Regions from separate parts of the Mus musculus genome. Here regions 1 and 3 are each linked to region 2. The links are chromatin contacts, called in public HiChIP or PLAC-seq maps. All regions are on one chromosome and are shown on one strand. The core of a region is the stretch at or near the end of the contact, and the rest is flanking DNA. Distances in the headings are between cores, read along the strand shown. Region 1 overlaps Marchf4 (membrane associated ring-CH-type finger 4). Region 2 overlaps Smarcal1 (SWI/SNF related matrix associated, actin dependent regulator of chromatin, subfamily a-like 1). Region 3 has its middle 12 kb from the start of Gm39661.

Region 1 (3,834 bases), core at 1,218-3,717, 150 kb before region 2:
AGTATTTTATACACCTTCGCATCTCTAGCACCCAGTACAGTGCCTACAGTACAATAATCTGACTTTGGCAGATAATCATGGGCTTCTCCGTTTGATAAACAAGAGGTTTTTATCTCTCTAGGACATAGCCTATCTTGGGGTCTATGATGACCAGCAGGGAAGAGCAGGCAGGAGTTGTGCATGCTGCTGGCCGCTCAGTACAGCAAACTCTAACTCCGAATGTTACTGAGTGGCTGTAGCTGTGAGACCGAAATGGGAGGGGGTGAGTGGAGAGAGGTGCTGGGGGAGGGGCAAAGCCCTCATTACTCATGGCAGCATTTCCTAGGCTCATTAATTCTAACAGGATGAGCTAGGTTTGATTAATCGGGTTGTTAAGCAGCCATGTCAAGTCGCTGATCAGGTAAAAGACATTACTTCTGGTCGCTGGCAATGAAACCAAGTGACAGCAGTCTGCACCCTTGTTTCTCAAGCAGCAGCAAAGAGAAAAGGCACAGATGAGCTACTGGCTGACAACAGCCCCTACCAGGATCTGAGCTCTCCTCCTGGCCTCTGGATGGGGACCATTAGCTTTCACTAGAGCCCTTGGAGAGTCACAGACCTACCTACAGAGGGAGCTGGCCTGGCCAGGCCTGGTCTGAGTGCCCACAGGCCAGAGCTGTGGTGCTTCTCCTGAAGCCTCTTGTTAATTCCCCAACATCCACACTGGACAACCCATAGACAGAATGGGGACTCCATTCTAGCACTGAGAATATTAGTAACCAGGGTATTAAAACTCCTTTAAAATGTAGATCTGGTGAAAAAAAAAAAACTAGATTAAAAAAAAAATCCACAAAGAAGCTCTTTTAAACTTGTTAGTGCTGCTATGCCAATTGCCTAGGATATGTTTTTATGTACCTCGGGAGGAGGGCCACGGTCCTTTTACTGGTTAGGGTAAAATACCATCTTATTATACCCATGTGTCTTCAAGAACAATAGAACAGAAATAACTGGCAGCAAAAAAAAAAAAAAAAAAAAAAAAGATCATGTTAAATTCAATGAAGATGTTCTTCACAGTAAACTCCTTAAAAGCTAAAAATGAGGAGGTTTGCTGCGGGGAGGGGGAGCCGGAGCAGGATCTCAGTGTCGTTGGCAAAGTGCTTGGTGCGTAAGTGTGAAGGGCTGAAGCTTGGTCCTCAACATTCGCACAGAAGCTTGGGCTTCTCACACACACCATCAAATGCTTGTATGTACATATCCATGCATACACAAGTTTAAATGGTGTAATATGGAAACTGAGATGGACACCCTTCCCCCAGGCTCCCAGTATGAACATCCCCTAATACAAGAGAAGATGTGATGTAGAGTCTGTGTCACAGAGCCAGCCGGTGACATGAGGAAAGGGAGAAGTCAGGGCTTTCTGACCAGTATCAGTGCCCTGGTCTCACCACACTGATGCCTTGTTCGTGCATCTCTTCCTTTCTCCTTCCCTGGAGGAGGGAGGGATATTTCTAGCCCATCTCAAGCCCTGCAGCCAAATCTCCCATGACTGCCAGCTGCAGCCCTGTCTCCTCTCCCTGCTTCATTACACACAGTCTGGTACTACATCATTTTCATATCCTCCGAGATTTATGCTGCTCACTGATACCCCATTAACTAGGCAAACCAGTGATGCCCAGGAAACGTGTGGACTGAACTATACAGGCCCAGAGTGGGGGAAGCCCAGCTCCTGAGGCCCCCACCCTTTGGTGCAGATTATAGTAAACTAATCTGCAGAGTACAGCAAATGCCAGAGATCCTAGGGGGCTCACTAAAAGCCAAGGGACCGGAGACTTCTTCAGTGACCTCGGGGTTTTAGGACAAGGAAGAAACAGGGATCTCCTCTAATTCTCTGGCTTTCAAGGGACAGAGTCTGTGAGAGTGGCTAAGAGCATGCATTTTAGAAATCAAGCACTTTGGTTTTGAATAGTCTCTTCAGCCATTACTAGCCAAGCAAATGTAGGCAAGCCCCTAACCTCTGGGATGCTGTTTCTTCTACGTACAGATAGCTCTTACCTCCTCAAAAGAAAGATCAAATGCGATGAAGCATACAAAGTGCTTGACAGTCCCCAGCGCCAGTAAGCCCTCTTGCCAAATGACAGTTTTAACTCACATTTCTTTAAGTGTTCATTTTTTATTGCAATTCTCCTTTCCTACTGTCATGCTAAGATAAGTCGAATAGGTAATAAAGAAGCAAGAGGCTTAAGAAATAGTTAACTAGGTCACAGAGAGAGGTTAAGATTAAAGGACATTCTATGAGAGTTTGTTGTTTTGGGACAGTACACGGCATTCTAGATTCCCAGTCCAGAAATGTCCTTGGGTTACTACAGGATACTGGGAGTGTTTGAGGAAACCTTTACCTTAGAGATGCTAGATAAGAGAAGAACACGGGTCTCCTGGGTTGAGATGGTGCTACAGGCAGGGACAAGGTAATTTTCTAGCCGTGGCTGTGACTAACCCAGTGGGAGGGACCAAGAAGAGGATGAAGAGTTCCAGTGAGTCAGTTGGTAGCTACAGTTATCTCTCCATTCACAGATTTTTCTTGTTTGTTTTTTAGCTTTTTTTTTTTTTTTTTTTTTTTGCCTTTTTCAGTCTGAAGATCTGGCTTCAAGAGTCCTTAGGTTACCCAGTTGCTATGGAAATGCCAGGTAACTCCAAGATTGCTTTTTTTCCCCCCACTTACTCATAACCAGGCATTTCTGTCACAGAGCAGGAAGAAATATATACAGCATCGTGTGGCAAAGACAGCCCCATGCTGGGCTGGAGTTTGCTGTTCTGGGAGATCAAAACAAGGATACAATAAAACAGCAGCCTTAGGGCACAGTTTATAGTTATTTTCCTTTATTGAGACTCTTGATGATCAAGAGCCTGGCTCTCAGCCTAGACGGTGTTGGCTTTATTCAGGCTCTGACAGTCTGTGTGACCTTGATCAACTTGTTAACCACCTGAAGCCGTGTTCAGTCACCCTTTTGTCCATTCAATATTTACTTACTATGTTGTCTCTTCTAGGTGGTAGGCATAACATTCTCTGGTAGATAAAGACAATAAATCAGATAAACAAGTAAATTGTGTATACCTAAGCGAAGCTGGCATGTGCTATGGAGACAATAAGCATAGAATGGGAAAGGACTGTAAATGAGGACATGTGGACTGAGATCCTAAACAGGACTGTGACGGGTAATCTTCATTGTCACGTTGACTACATTTAGAATCACCATGGGAACACACCTCTCAGTGTGTTTGTGAAGTTGTTTCCAGAAATGCTTAACTTGAGGGAAGACCCATTCTGAGTGTAGGTGGCAGCATCCCACAGCTCAGGACCCAGAGTGATGGAGAAAGAAGCTGAGGACAAGCATTGCATTCTCTCTCTCTCTCTCTGCTTACTGCTGTTGGCTGCAGGGTGACCAGATGCTTCGTGGTCTCATGGCCCTGTCATTTCTGCCATAACAGACTGTATTCTCTGGAACTCTGTGGTGGCTGTCAACTTGACTGGATCTAGAATCAAGTAACATTCTCATATTTTTGTCACAGCAACTAGGAAACTAAGTATATTCCATAGCCGATGGCTGTGAGAGCCCTCTGAAGAGGGTTATTTGAATTAAGATGGGAGTAAACCATGCAGATATATGGGATCAAGAAATCTGAGCAGGATGAGTAAGTGCAAAGGCTCTGAGGCAGAAAAGTGACTGACATATTTGGGGAAAACCAAAGACAATGGTATATTAAGATTGAGTTCTGAGAGGAAGGGAAATAGAAGATGTCAAAGTTGGGATCAAAGGCGAGGAAACAGATAAGGAAAGAGCTTATGGAGCATCTTAA
Region 2 (3,344 bases), core at 569-3,068:
ATCACTGCACTTAGATCCTGGCAGTAAGACTGGTACCCTGTAGCATCTCTGGAATATGGCAGGAACACCTCTAAGTTTTTCAGGTCTTCCATTCACCCACTGGGACTCATTCTCACTTCCTCCTGGCTGCAAGCCTGCTTTTGGTTTTGATATGGGACTTTTTGGTCATTTGACTCCTAACTAGGGTTGCCATTATTTGAAGATTATTGGTTGCAGACGTTACTTGTGAAGGTTCTAGAGTGACTTGTAAACCAGTTAAAACTCTGCAGCTCACAGTGTCCTCGGTATCAGGGTCAGAGAGTTGGAACTTAGGCAGACTTGGCCTCTCTTTGCTGCCACCTGCTTCTGAGCAACCTCATCATAACGTTATTTCAAGTGCTAGAGAAACCCTGGCTACAGAAACAGAACTCGTGATGGTGCACGTCTTTAATCCCAGGATTAAAGGGATGCAGAGGCAGGCAGAGTTTGAGGCCAGCCTGGTCTACAGGGCTACACAGAGAACCCCTAACTGGAAAAGCCAAAGGGCAGGGGTACCTCAGCTTTGGGGAACATGATTTTATTTCCTTGGGCAAATGTTATAGCTCAGCAAAGCTAGTTATGCTCAGCTATGGCAGGGGGCATGAATGGGAAGTGGTAGCTTCTCGCTGTTCGTTGGGTGGCGGGCTTGAAACAACCCCAGTTCTTTGCTCTGAGCATGCCTGGGCTCACACTTTAACATCTGTGTGTAGCTTCTCTGCTTTGGCTAGCTGCATAGCATTCTCCATTCCATGTACTAGCTTGCCTTGTCTCTGAGGCTCTGCAGAGCTTCCGAGCCTGCACTCTGAGGAGACTTAGAAGGCCAGCAGCCCCCCAGTGTCTGCCTGTGAACCGCATTACCTTCCCAGCAGCACACAGGAGTTCCTTAGTGCCACCACACTCTGCTTTTCTCAGGAGCTGTTGTCTCCTTCGCTGGGGGAGTCGGCTACACAATGTTTAATGTAGCGTCCATTTATGTCATTTTACACATCTTTATTTTCCTAGGTGTGTCTTCCTCAGAGATAGACCAAGCATAGCAACTGTTTTCAGGCGGGCACAGACAAAGGCCTTAGAGATGATTGACCACAGCAGTGTGTCTGAGCACAGCGCTGCTTACATCATCCCAGGACAGATGAGATGCTTTTCCGGTTTCTTCCCAGGCTGCATCCCAGGCAGGCACAGCAGCCGCCCAGGACGAGGGTTCAAGATGTGCAGATTTCCCCTGTGAAACTTTTCATTTCCACTTTTTATTTTTTGTCTGCTGCTACTTTCCTGATGTGTCAAAGCCACAAACAGAGATGCTACAGATATCATTCAGGATGATGAGCCTGCGTTAAACTGAGCAGGAAATTATAGGCCTCAGTAATGAACTGTGGAAAATCAAAGCCGGAGAAATTCCTGGCTCTGCCATCAGAATGGGATTAGGTGTGGGCAGTGGCTGAGAAGGCAGAGTGCATTTTGAGAATTATATGTGTTCCATATTTAGGAGGAATCCTCTTTCCTCCCATGGTTACACCTTTATTTATTTATTATTTTTATGAGTCAGCACATCCATTTTAAGACCTTCTTTCTTCCCTGTGGACATTCAGTTCATGTGGTTGCCCTGTATTACTGTCGTGAACTCAGGGTTTCCGTGGTTAACAAGAGGTTTCCATGCAGCTGAGCTCCACAGTGGGGTCTCTTCCAAAGCTGTGTGAATTTTGCCTCACGGTCGCAGCGACTTGATGCTACAGTCTCCTCTTGATCTCACTCCTTCCCATCTCTCTGAGAGGAGTATGATCTGGGTGTGACCGTCTCAGTCAGACCTGAGTCAGTCGGGGAAGAGGAGAACTGGGAGTCCCTGTTGGTTCAGCCAGCTGTTTATCTCCCTCCTGCCCACGCTGAGCAGGCTGCCGCAGACCCAGGCTGAGCCTGGTCAGTGGAGCTGGGTCCCATCACTGAACGTTCTTAGTAATTACAAATGGAGCTTGAGTCTTGAAATACAGTGAAGTTAGTAAAACCTTTTTTTCCTTAAAAAAATAAATAAATAAAAATAAAAAATAACCAGTGAGCCAAATGCCTGCTGCCCCAAAATGGAAACTTGAGTATGGCACTGGGTTTGAGCAGAGTCAGGCAGGTCCCTAGAGCTCATTGGCCAGCCAGCTTAGCCAGATGGATAAACGACCCTGTCCCCAAAAATAAGGTACAGTGATCGACAAAGACACATGGCGTGGACCTCGGCCCCCATGCACATATCACACCCGTTCACGCCTGTATACACATGAACATGTGCATATAATACACAAACAGAATTAAAACACTAGACAGAAGCTTCTACACAGACTGTCTCTGTCATTTCCTCTTGGTACTAACAGGGTCTTTATGGTAAATTTAACTTGAATTTCAGAAATCTTTTCTGCAGCAAATTCAGGCCTATTGATCTCTCTTCTTTGCTCCAACGCTGGATCCCTTGTGTTTACTTCATGTGCCTTGCAACACTAACTAGCTTTCCCCTGAATTCTTCTCAGCATGTTGTGTACATTGATTGATTACCTACTTTGTGCCAGATGCAAAGTGCTGCAGCCAGTAAGTAGGAACACAGCCTTCATCTCTGTGTTAGCCGGGGTTCTCTAGGGGAGCAGAGCTTTAGAGTGAAGGGGTGCGTGCGTGCGTGCGTGTGTGTGTGTGTCTGTCTGTCTGTCTGTCTGTCTGTCTGTATGGGATTTATTAGAGTGGCTTACAAGCTGTGGTCCACTTATCCCAGCGGTGGCTGTCTACCAATGGAAGGTCTAAGAATTCAGTTCAGTCCTTGAGGCTGATGTCTCAGCTGTTGCTCAGTATACCCCCGAGTCCTGACGAAGTAGGCTCTAATGCCACCGCAGGAATGGACTTGCCCGAGAGGGTGAGGGCAGAGAGAGGAATCTCCCTCTCCCTGTTCTTTATGTGGGCTACCAGCAGAAAGAATGACCCAGATTAATAGAGCTCAAAGATCCGGATTAAACGTGGGTTCTCCCACTTCAAATGACTTATTTAAGAAGAAGGGAAAAAATCCCTCGTAGGTGTGCCCAGCCAGTTGGGTTTCAGTTAGTTCCAGATGTAGTCGGATGACCACCAGGGGCAGCCTTCACAGTGTCAAGGAACCAGCAAGAGCTTGTCCAGGAAGCTCAGGAGGAAGGAGTGCCGTGACAGTGGCCAAGTGGACTATGGATGGCGGCTGACACCTAACTGCTTGCGTCAGCAGACCATTTAGTTTTTGCGAGGCATGTGGTCTTTTTTGCCTAGAGTACGTTGATTTAGAGACCATACAGTTCTGGAGTGAGGCTTGTCTTCGCCGTCTTTGGTAAAGGAAC
Region 3 (3,880 bases), core at 110-2,609, 210 kb before region 2:
AAAAAGTGAGGAGGAACGCTAGGCCACTGATGGATCTAGGGTCACATTAGCTGAGACAGTATCCTTCATGTGTCTGAGGGCTGTGGGGGTCAGTGGGGGCTAAGGGGATGTCCCTTTTAGGTCACCCAAAGCTGATGGAAGGTATGAGACTCAAAACTTGAATTCTGGATGTTCTTCCGCGTAACCCCAGCCACCCGCGGTTTCCTTTCAAGCAGGCCGTGACAGGCTTCTCATCAGGCTTCCCGGCCATTGGCCAGTGGTGACTTCTTACACTTCATCCGTCACGAGTACTCTCAGAAGTTAAGAGACCACAGCAGGCAGATAAGCCAACGGATGTGCCACATGCTCCAAAGACAGTTTGAAAGTAACTTACTCAACCAGCATAAATACATTTTGGTACAAATGACGTATTTCCATTTCAAAGGGGCCTTGTTCTTTAGTAGCGGAGGGTTCCCAGGGCTTGTGTTGGTTTAAGGTAGCCTGGGACGCTGGCCACTCTTCCTATCTCTATCTCCATTGGATCTGGCCACCATGAAGTGATGAGAAGGACAGTATGACCTTTGGAAAAACCAAAATTTTGACAGATCCAACAGCCCACTCCAAAGGATGTTTTTAAATATAGTATTATCCAGATCCAAAATTCCATTCAGGATGTTAAGCGGGAAAAAGCTGGTGGCCATGTTATTTTGCATCCCAATTTAAAACAATTGTTTACATTTATAGCATCCCACCCTTCTCTCTGCATGTGCCGTGGATGGAGGCTAGAGAACAACCTGAGGGAGTTCTCATCCACTGTGTGGGTCTGAGAGATCAGAATCAAGTCACCGGGTTTAGCATTAAATCCCTTTACCCACCAAGGCATCTCACCAGCCTGCACCCCAGCTTTTAAAATGTTAGAAATGTTGCAAATCTGACAGGAGCAGAGTTTGTTCTGAGAGGGAAAGGAATGCTCAGCTTGCTGGGGTCCTGGCACAGATGTTACCTTTGTAGACAGATCAGTCATGAGTACTTTGTAGATAATAAGACTGCCAGCTAGCCCTGCCTTAAGCAAATAAGGCCCAATTTCCCCTCATTGCAGGAAGTCTGGCTTAGGTGGCTGCCAGGAGACATATGACACACATGACCCTGAGCAATGGTCTGAGTGAAAACTCTGAGGTTCTCTTGTCCTTCCCACCCCATCTCTCTGTTTGCTTGTTGTCATCTCCTCCTCCTCTTCCTCCTCCTCCTCGGTAAAGCAGAAAAGGTGAGATAAAGCCAAACAACAAAACCTGTTCAGCCGACCTCTTTGGGTAGAAGCTTGTCATGTGTCTAGTTCAGCAGTAAGAGGCACTGGGAAAGCGGGAAGGCCGCATTACTTAAGCCACTCTAGTTGAGTCAGTCCAGGGAGCCGTGAGAGCAGGAGAGGATGCCTGGGTACCAGCGCTGACTCGGCTACTCGTCTTAAGTCAATTTTGTGTTGCTGTCAGGAATGCCTGAGATTGAGTTGTTTCTGAAGAACAGATTTCTTTCTTACAGTTCTGGTGGTAGAAAATCCACAGCAGAGGAGCCTACCTCTGGCAAGGGCCTTTTTGTGTCACCTGTGACTGGAGGCCGAAGGGCAGGCAGAGGGGAGGAGGTGAAGGGGCCGACCTCATCCATTCACAGGGAGCCCATTTCTGAGGGCCACTCCTTATATCCAGTTCACCTCTTAGCTCACTGCACTTTCAGCGTGGGCTTCAGGTGAAGCACATCCTGGACTGTGGATCTCAGAAGTTGTCTAGCCGTCTGACCTCAGCTTTTCTGCGCATACAGTGACGGGTAGGTTTGTTTGTGGCTTAAGCTTTGTTCATTGAAGTAACACTTCCCAGGGAATCAGCCAGCAACAGCAACTCCAGGCCCTCCCAGCCTTCCTGCTCCACCTGTCTTTCCTCACACACTACACATTTGCCAGAGAGTCTACTGGAAGGAGCTGGAGCGCTTCCCACCATCTGTTGTGAGGCACAGGACTCCAGAAGGGATTGGGAAGGGCATACTCGGTCCCTCTCTCCGCCTGACTCCTGCTACCACAGTTTGAGTGCTTTCAGGAGGCAGAGCAGCCCTTCCTCCGACCACCAGTGGTGTGGGGGAAGCCTGTCCTCCGCAGTAACGGTGGTTGGAAGAGCAGTGAGGACAGACATGGGGCTTCAGTTCCAGAATACAAGGTTTCAAAGCCACTTGATGATAATACCACGACTTCTCTTCTTCCTACATGCCTGCTTCTTACTGTCCGCCAAAACGGACACCCCATGACTGGGTCCTGGTGGCTTTAGAAGAATAAGGATGGAGACAAGGTCATAGCCATGCACACTCTTGTCTTTTGCCCTGAGATGCTTCGTGTCATGCTGGGGTTCTGCGAGCAAGCTACAGTTCCCAGTCCTTACACCTGTAGGACCTTGAAGCAAGTGTAAGCTGTTTTCACCCTCTGCTCGCTCCATCCTGGCTGTTTGACCTCGGATGAATCACTCAACCATTTGATAACCCCCGTTTCTGTAACTGTCAGACAGGATTTATGTTAACCTAACATCCAAGATTGCAGGGGAAAATGAAGGTGAATGACATGAAATATTTGATACAGAGGGAGCACCCAGCAGCATGTCCCACTATTAGTCTGTCCAGTTCTCTGTGCATTCTCTATACTGGACTCCATTTGTGCTCTGCTCTGCCGAGCCTCACATGAAGTAGCCAGAGGCCACAGCACTTACCTCTGTTCCCAACTTGCTCTGTGCATTTTTTCCAAACATTCATTTTCTCCAACAAAATGGGCAGCTGCCCCTCAAGAATGCTGGTGGCAATAGAATAAGAGGAAAAGAACCAAAGACTTTCAATAGGAGGAGCTTTGTGTGTGTGTTTTAAGTACTTGAACCTCAGCGGGCCAGCCACGGACATATCCCTTCCCCTGGCTCCTTTGTTTAAAGATACCCCTCCACCCCCCAGCTCCCTGAGCCCTGGATCCTCCAACAGTGTCAGGGTTGGATGCCTTTTATGGGCCATTTTTATTAGTGTCCTGATCGAGGCTTAATCACCACTCATAAACTGCTATCCGCCCACTGGCAGAGAGGGATGGGAAGTCCGATTCTAATTAGGAGTTGAAGCAGAGAGGGCATTTGGAGTTTCAGGACAGAGAGAGAGAGACACACACACAGAGACACAGAGAAAGTGTGTGTGTGTGTGTGTGAGAGAGAGGGGGGGGGAGGGAGAGGGAGAGAGAGCGAGAGAGCAAGAGAGCAAGAGAGCAAGAGAGAGAGAGATTGAGGATGTAAATGTGGTAGCTGAAGAGCAAAGTTAACCCCCTGACAGGTGTACTGCACATACATGTGCTCTCTTTACCTGACATATCCATCCGTATTCCCTTCCTGACCCACAGTTTGCTTCCTAGAACATCATTCACATTGGATTTAAAGCCCAATCTGTTTCAGTAATCCCAGTTAACTAATTTCATCAGCAGATACCCTGATTCTTACTAAGGTATTGGGTGTTAAGACACCGGTTGACATAGCTTTGGGAGAGTATACCATGCAACCAATGAAACTTTATCTTGCCTGCAAAGAAAAAGCTGCAGTTAGAAAAAAAGATGTGTATGTTAGGAGATGCTATGTGTGAGGTGAAGAAATACTGCTACACACAGGCACACACACACTCTGTGGAAAGGGAGAAGACCTTGTTTGGGAAGTATGTATTTGTATCTGTTCACAAGCTGAAATCTGAGGGGCTGTCTCTGTAGATAAGGCGCAAGCCTGTATGTCTGTGTGCTTGCTGTGTGAGATGAGAGGGGGGACTTTGTTTATCCAGAGTCAGCAGAAAAGGCCATGCTGCTAAGCGTGATCAAGTGTTCTGCGAACATTGGTTCTTGTTTTCATCTTGT

The links. HiChIP or PLAC-seq counts read pairs in DNA pulled down with a chosen protein or histone mark.
Region 1: a contact with region 2 is called in a FOXA1 HiChIP or PLAC-seq map of pancreatic cancer cells. The contact joins two enhancer-like sites. A contact is called at or near these places in 3 of 484 Hi-C or Micro-C datasets (colorectal tumor organoids, cortical neurons and nephron progenitors), 1 of 115 datasets of contacts at active chromatin or transcription factors (pancreatic cancer cells) and 2 of 9 other capture datasets (embryonic stem cells and pancreatic islet).
Region 3: a FOXA1 HiChIP or PLAC-seq map of pancreatic cancer cells shows a contact between it and region 2. The contact joins two enhancer-like sites. A contact is called at or near these places in 1 of 484 Hi-C or Micro-C datasets (nephron progenitors), 2 of 115 datasets of contacts at active chromatin or transcription factors (large pre-B cells and pancreatic cancer cells) and 1 of 9 other capture datasets (embryonic stem cells).

Annotation. Positions count from the first base shown.
Region 1 is chr1:72,454,569-72,458,402 of GRCm38.p6, forward strand. The region is part of intron 1 of Marchf4 (membrane associated ring-CH-type finger 4); the gene reads right to left. Among named protein-coding and RNA genes, the nearest start is that of Gm39661, 43 kb to the left of the region's middle. Within about 2 kb of position 2,468, at least 26 of the 459 cell types and tissues checked have an H3K27ac peak or open chromatin away from gene starts, as enhancers often do. A contact at or near this core is called in pancreatic cancer cells, where this site is marked.
Region 2 is chr1:72,607,528-72,610,871 of GRCm38.p6, forward strand. The region is part of intron 9 of Smarcal1 (SWI/SNF related matrix associated, actin dependent regulator of chromatin, subfamily a-like 1); the gene reads left to right. Among named protein-coding and RNA genes, the nearest start is that of Smarcal1, 26 kb to the left of the region's middle. Within about 2 kb of position 1,819, at least 25 of the 459 cell types and tissues checked have an H3K27ac peak or open chromatin away from gene starts, as enhancers often do. A contact at or near this core is called in pancreatic cancer cells, where this site is marked.
Region 3 is chr1:72,398,867-72,402,746 of GRCm38.p6, forward strand. No RefSeq gene overlaps it. Among named protein-coding and RNA genes, the nearest start is that of Gm39661, 12 kb to the right of the region's middle. Within about 2 kb of position 1,360, at least 23 of the 459 cell types and tissues checked have an H3K27ac peak or open chromatin away from gene starts, as enhancers often do. A contact at or near this core is called in pancreatic cancer cells, where this site is marked.